Regions from separate parts of the Mus musculus genome. Here region 2 is linked to region 1. The links are chromatin contacts, called in public Hi-C maps. All regions are on one chromosome and are shown on one strand. The core of a region is the stretch at or near the end of the contact, and the rest is flanking DNA. Distances in the headings are between cores, read along the strand shown. Region 1 overlaps Usp25 (ubiquitin specific peptidase 25). Region 2 overlaps Usp25 (ubiquitin specific peptidase 25).

Evidence for each region. Hi-C and Micro-C count contacts between places; a contact is called where the count stands out from the background.
Region 2: a contact with region 1 is called in a Hi-C map of bone marrow, with 1.8 times the contacts expected there. The contact joins two enhancer-like sites. A contact is called at or near these places in 2 of 15 datasets of contacts at CTCF or cohesin (CD8 T cells and the NIH/3T3 cell line), 13 of 484 Hi-C or Micro-C datasets (the C10 cell line, CD4 T cells, CD8 T cells and 10 more), 1 of 115 datasets of contacts at active chromatin or transcription factors (bone marrow-derived dendritic cells) and 3 of 9 other capture datasets (adipose tissue, liver and pancreatic islet).

What each region holds. Positions count from the first base shown.
Region 1 is chr16:77,040,260-77,043,422 of GRCm38.p6, forward strand. All of the region lies in intron 3 of Usp25 (ubiquitin specific peptidase 25), which reads left to right. Among named protein-coding and RNA genes, the nearest start is that of Usp25, 28 kb to the left of the region's middle. Within about 2 kb of position 1,437, at least 20 of the 459 cell types and tissues checked have an H3K27ac peak or open chromatin away from gene starts, as enhancers often do. A contact at or near this core is called in bone marrow and granulocyte-monocyte progenitors, where this site is marked.
Region 2 is chr16:77,083,114-77,086,361 of GRCm38.p6, forward strand. It overlaps Usp25 (ubiquitin specific peptidase 25), which reads left to right. Exons shown (of 24, transcript NM_013918.2): 17 at 636-836. Among named protein-coding and RNA genes, the nearest start is that of Usp25, 71 kb to the left of the region's middle. Within about 2 kb of position 1,733, at least 25 of the 459 cell types and tissues checked have an H3K27ac peak or open chromatin away from gene starts, as enhancers often do. A contact at or near this core is called in bone marrow and granulocyte-monocyte progenitors, where this site is marked.

The DNA of each region.
Region 1 (3,163 bases), core at 187-2,686:
TTGACAAACAAAGGCAATTAGAAGTTATGTTCCTTGATATGAAGAACAATTATATTTGGGTCCATTTCTGTTATACTGAAGAATTAATTTACCTTTTCAATTCTTTTAAAAGTGGACCCATCTCATAGTTCTAGTTTTACTTTTTATATTTGAGTGAAAAAAATTATAATTTCAAGGACACTTGTACTCTGAACTTCAGAGTTACTGAACTGGGTGCCCATTGGTAGCATTTGCTATTGTAATTTAAAACTGTGGTGTATTCCGGGAGAAGGCTCAAGTTATTTGCCATATAATTAGCAAAAACTCTAGACCTATTCATAACTTGGATAATCCTGACCTACGTTAGCATGCACAATGTCAAAGGAATGCCTCCAGCTTTCAGCTTACATTGGGAATGAAATTCCATGAGATCATGGCAGTATCATCTACTGCTGCAGAGTATACTGCCCAGGTATGGGGGTCCGAGTTTGAAATCCCTAAATCCACATAGAAAGCTTGTGTAATTCCAGTGCTGTGGAAGGCAGAGACAAGAGGATCACTGGTCCTTGTTGGCTTCCAGCCTAGATCAGTTTAATGATAGACCCTGTCTTAGGGACTAGCCTGGGATGGAATTGGCGAGTATACCTGACATGTGCCTCTGACCCTCCCACATAGCCAACTAAATTAGACTAAACTACAGTGCACAGTATTGGCTATTATAATTGTACGTAAGAGTCAAAAGAGTAACTGTCATGGTTTTGGGTCTTGGCACATACTGTTTTAGCCATGACTTTTACAAAGGGTTTTGCCCAGCTTGAAACTTAATATTAACACTTTTATACCACACCTATTAAATTGTTTTAAACTTTTTCAAAATAGGACAAAATCAGTATATGTCCACCAGAGCAAGATGCACCACAGTTGAGCAATCAAAATGTGGATCAAAAGATAAGAGGGATTTGGGTAGGTAATCATTCCGTAGAAAGTAATATGGCTTTATTTACCTTTAGAGAAACTGACACAATGCTTTGACACAGGTTCTAATTAAGTACTATACTAGACTCTTCAAACACTTGAATTGCTATAGGTGTCCTCCCTTTATGTAAGCGGAACTGTGTACCCTGGAACTTAGGGAACTGTCGGTTGCTTGGCCAAGGTTGCTTATAGCTTAGATGGTGGTGGGAGCAGAGTTTGTGTTCTCACCTCTAAGGATACTTACCTTTTCCCATTCCTCACAGTTGTAAAAAAGCAACTTTAGGTAGGAAAACAAGAAATCAATTCAATGGAAGTTACAACTCTTGTCTAGAAGTTTCCGTTGCATGAAACTATATTGGCTATTCACCGACAGCCAAAGTTAGAGATAGGTTAGGATGGTCTGAAGATGTAGCTGATGAGATCCACCAGGGCGTGGAGAGCCAGTTAGGTAATAGATGTGGACTGTGGAATGGCCTGGATAACTTTCTAAATTCATTGCATTCTTTTGCAAGTGCAGCTTCTGTTTTCTAGGCCTGTGCAGTGCTCAAGCACTACAGTGCATTACCGTAATACTTACAGTAGCACTACAGTGCATTACCGTAATACTTACAGTAGGGAGGAACTGGAGAGTGTATGTCTGTTTATATAAAAGTAGTTTGTAAATGTGTTGCTTTTTCTGTCCTCTTTGTAGAAGATGGGAACATATACTCATATCTTATTACCGTCACTACACATAGCCCACTTTTAAAATTCAGTTTCATATTTGGGTGTTAAATTTCATATGTTTTGGTACATACATACAGATTTTCAATAATTTTAGGGGCCTTTGTAAGCCGTTGAAAGATACAATGTCTGCTTGTGGAGGGTAGTGCGGAAGGGGAATGCGAGGTCTCAGAAGTTGACAAAGAACAGAATTGCCGGGCCAGGATGGCGACATGGGTGTGGCTGTGGTTGGGACCAGGAGCTGCTATTTTAGGCTCTGTCCTTAGAGAAGGCTTCTTGGGTGAGGTGACATTTGAACAGAGACCTGAGGGAGGCGAGGAAGGGAGTCACAGGGCTGTGTGAGGAAAGTGAGTGCCAGCCCAGCCTGTGACAAGATGGGGTTTGGCTCTCGGCATGACCAGTGACAGCAGGTGCTGAAGCTGGACTTGGGAGATTCCCCGAGGTCTCATCTGTGCCTTCCCGTCTTAGGGGGCTCCGGTCCTTGGGGTTCCCCGAAAACAAGCGGTGCAATGTACAGTTCTGGTTTTGCATTCCAACTTGTTGCTTCAACTCTCCTCGGATTCATTTCTCCTTCTTTCCTCTCAGTCCTGGGGATGAAACCCCAGGCCTTAGTACATGTGAGGCAGCCTTCTAACAGCCTTTGGATCACCCAGGTCTCCTCAAGTTCCTGTTCAGGGTTTTCCTACTCAACTGTCCCCCTTGAGCCTAGGAGTCTTTATTGGTGACAAATATAAAATTCATTTATCACACAAAATACAACATTCCCCTGGACTTAACTTCATGTAGATAAAGACATAATGAAAACATTCATTTCTCCTTTGCAGATTAAAATCTTTGCATTGTCATTCAACTAGACTTTGGGTTAAATGATGTACTTGTAAACAAACTTAATTTTTTGTTTTGTTTTGTTTTTTCGAGACAGGGTTTCTCTGTATAGCTCAGGTTGTCCTGGAACTCACTTTGTAGACCAGGCTGGCCTGGAACTCAGAAATCCGCCTGCCTCTGCCTCCAGAGTGCTGGGATTAAAGGCATATGCCACCACGCCCGGCTACAAACTTAAATTTTAGAATGTATTTTCATGATGAAGTGAATTACAAACCATTCAAGGACTGAAAGTGTGTGTAAAACCCCATAGGATACATGTATTTGGGATGCAGAGAAACATATATGTATATATAATATGTATATCAATTTCATGGTAGTTTCTTAGAGAGTAAACATTTATAAATGAGAGGATCATGTGCTGTACTTCTGACTTATGAAATTATTTTAATTTAGACAATCTTACAAATGGGTATACCTGCTCAGAAGATGATGTAATCTACTCAAGTGGTATCCAGCCAGCCTGTCTACTAAGTAGCCTTGTCCTCACAGTGGTAGTACAGGGAGAGTAGGTAGCTGAAGAGTTTGCAATGTTTTTCTGAAATCTTAGCATGGCACACATATAAGGGTATAATGTACTGGTATTTGGATGGATTTTTTTCCC
Region 2 (3,248 bases), core at 483-2,982, 43 kb after region 1:
GGTTTGCATAACAAAAGCTTGTAAACATGATTACTTACTCATAAGCCTAGACCTTTGGGTACAGAATTTAGCATTACAATAAATAGCCACAGAGCAAACTTCAACAGCTCACTTTGACTATTGAAGTACTAGTTGCACATTGTTTCAGAACACCTTGCTGCATTGATAAGCTTCACAGTTTATGTGATTTTATGTTGTATTTAATCCCTTAACATAAAAAACGGTTTTAGTTCTACTTTGAGCTTAACATAGTCAGAGATTGCTTCTGACTTTGGTGAAACAGTTATTTCCTGCATAATCAGACTTTGGATATTTTCTTATAATAGCAAAGTGAGGTTAGGCTCATGTTAGAATCACCAGACATTTTAATTAATTCTGTATTGCCTCTCCTTGCTACTCTTCAGACTCTAGGAACTTATCAGAAACCTTCGACTCATTTTTCTAATAGTTATGTCTTTGTTTTTCTGAGCACTTTTAGACTTTTTAAGAAAATGTAGGTAATGTTTGCTATGGTGACTGTATGTAATAATGAATAGTATATAGTTTATATGCCACTTGAAATGCATTCTATTTTGAACTTTGCATTTTTCCGTGACTTCTTAATTTTATACTAGTTTTTGAAATATGATTTTCAGAGGAGTTTAATAAAGAGACTGGGCAGGCCCTTGTTGGAATGGAAACCTTACCTCCAGACTTGAGAGACTTTGTTGAGGAGGACAACCAGCGCTTTGAGAAGGAACTGGAAGAATGGGACACGCAGCTTGCCCAACGATCACTGCAAGAAAAGCTGCTAGCTGCGCCGAAACTGCGGGAAGCAGAGGCTTCGGCCACCACAGGTTTGTCTGCTTATTAAGTTATAGTTTATAGTAGGGTAATAGCATTTATTTTTATTGTGTTTTATTATAAATTGTGCTCACTGTTATACACAGTGGTAGGACCTTGTGTTCTACACCCATTTAAAAAAAAAAAAGGAAAGAATAATGTTAGTCAAAGTAAACATTTAAAACTCTTCCAAGCAAATGGTATATAGGCCATTAATGTTGGCACATGTAAGAAATCAAAGCATGAAGTTTAACTACAGTCAAGTATGAAGAAGAAGTAGAAGTTAGCAAACATCTAACTCTCAGGATGACCGCAGGCCACAGTTTCCTTAATCACTGTAGACACTAAGACTCCTCTCTGTGCTTGGAGTCGTCTATTCTCCTTTTGACAGGAAGCTGTAATAACTGTGATTAGGAAAGACACAAATTGGCTTTTCTGAGTCTATTAGGAAACAGCTCTCAACAGACAATATTAATATACTCACAGTTATTGCATAATACTGGAATTAACAATTCAGTTGGTTTTTTAAAAAATTTGAGTTTAGTTCAGTATAGTTAGGGCCATGTGATCAATACCTAATGTTTAAAAACTATAGAAGGATTTTAGTCAAAAATAAACATTTAAAATAACGTCCAAGTTAAAAATTATATATAGACCAATAAAAGTGGCAAATGTATAAAAAGTATAAATACTAGAAAATGTAATTCTTAAATATTACCTGATAAAACCATTAAAATATTCAACATAAGTGATAAATTCAACACGGTGAGATTTTAGGAAAATTGAAGTTAAAATATCTTTTAACCATTTTTATAAAAATTAATTACAAATTTATCTTAGGGCCATACATTCATTGCTGTGAAAGTTCCATTTTTCTGAACTGGATAGGGAATTGAGGAAGTAAAAAGTACACTTAGATAAACTCTGCAAACTAGGGGGGAAAAAAGGGATACATATGTCTGTCTGTCTGTCTCTCTCGACTCTGACTACAAGTTTATCCCTAACTCATGCCCTTTGCCCAGGATCTGCGTGCTCTGGTCTTTGTTTTAAAGGAATCATTTGGGGAAGGTTGCTTGCTTACCTTCATCTTTCACAGAGGTATTTCATCGTAGCACCCTCTGTGTAGGTTTTAGCTTTCTCACTTTGAACATTAAACAGAATTACTTATTTGTTAGGAAATATTTACTACTCCATTACAGCTCTGTGACTGATGCAGGCATGAACAGGTTTAGACAGACTTCTTTTGAAATAAGTTGATCAGTTAATTTATTGATACTGAAGAAATATATAAGTTAGAGGCTCTAAAAGACAAAGATAAAAATATTATACCAACAAAAAGTCCAGTATTTAGGTATGTAAGTATCGGATGCTCTGTGTGACCATATAGTGCTATTAGTGGCCAGTGAGCTTTGTCATGGTGCAGGATGGTGTCTCAATGGCTTCCTTGTAGAACATATGAGCAAGGTGGATTTGCAGCATTATAGTTTCAGTAACTACCAAGGGATGTCTTGGCTCCAATCTTTTTTTTTTTTTTTTTTTTTGCCAGTTCTATTCCTTTAATTTCTTCCTTGGTCTTTTGTATAAATCATTCTAATCATTTCCTAGAACTTAGCCAATTTGATTTATGCACACTCCATCCACATGTGATTATTCTTCTTACTATTAGGAGGCAAGGGCTGCATCATTGACCCAAGTGATAGGATCTAAGTGTGCAGGCACAGCGACCCTCCATTTATTGACCTCCAATGTTTTTCTTGATTAACCTACATTTTGTGATATCAAGACATAACATTTCAGACATTTTCTGCCTCTGTAAAATTAGACTCTAAATTTAAGGGTAGCATTTTATTTTCATGGCAAACTATACACATCCTGTGTTCATCCTCCAGCCCACCCACCTTATACATTGTCACCTTATCTTTCTCCATGACAAACGTCATGTCTCTGTGATCCACGCACTGTCTTTGTGATCTTTCTTTCCTACTAAGAACTTTTGTGTGTTTTGAAATTTTAGAAATTCCATTTTAATTTTTGAATATGTTTCTTTTTAATGTGTAAAATCAACTTGATAATAGTGGAGGCATATTGTTTGAGGGGAGTCAAAATAACGAATATATAAAGAATATAAATCTTTAGTTCACATACATCTCTGCAGGATGGGGCTGAGGTTTGAGAACAGCTATACTGTGAGAACAAGCTTTGCATCCTGTTTAAGAAGTGTGCATTTTGTCGGAGTACAAGCAAAATGTGCTGCATCTATAAATGTGAAGAATAAGACTGAAAAGTTTAAACACACACACACACACACACACACACACACACACACACACACACACTGATGTTTCTTTTTTTGAGACAAGGTTTTCCTCAAGTCCAGGCTGATTTGGAACTCAGAGCAATGAGTTCACCTCATCCTCTCAGGGCTG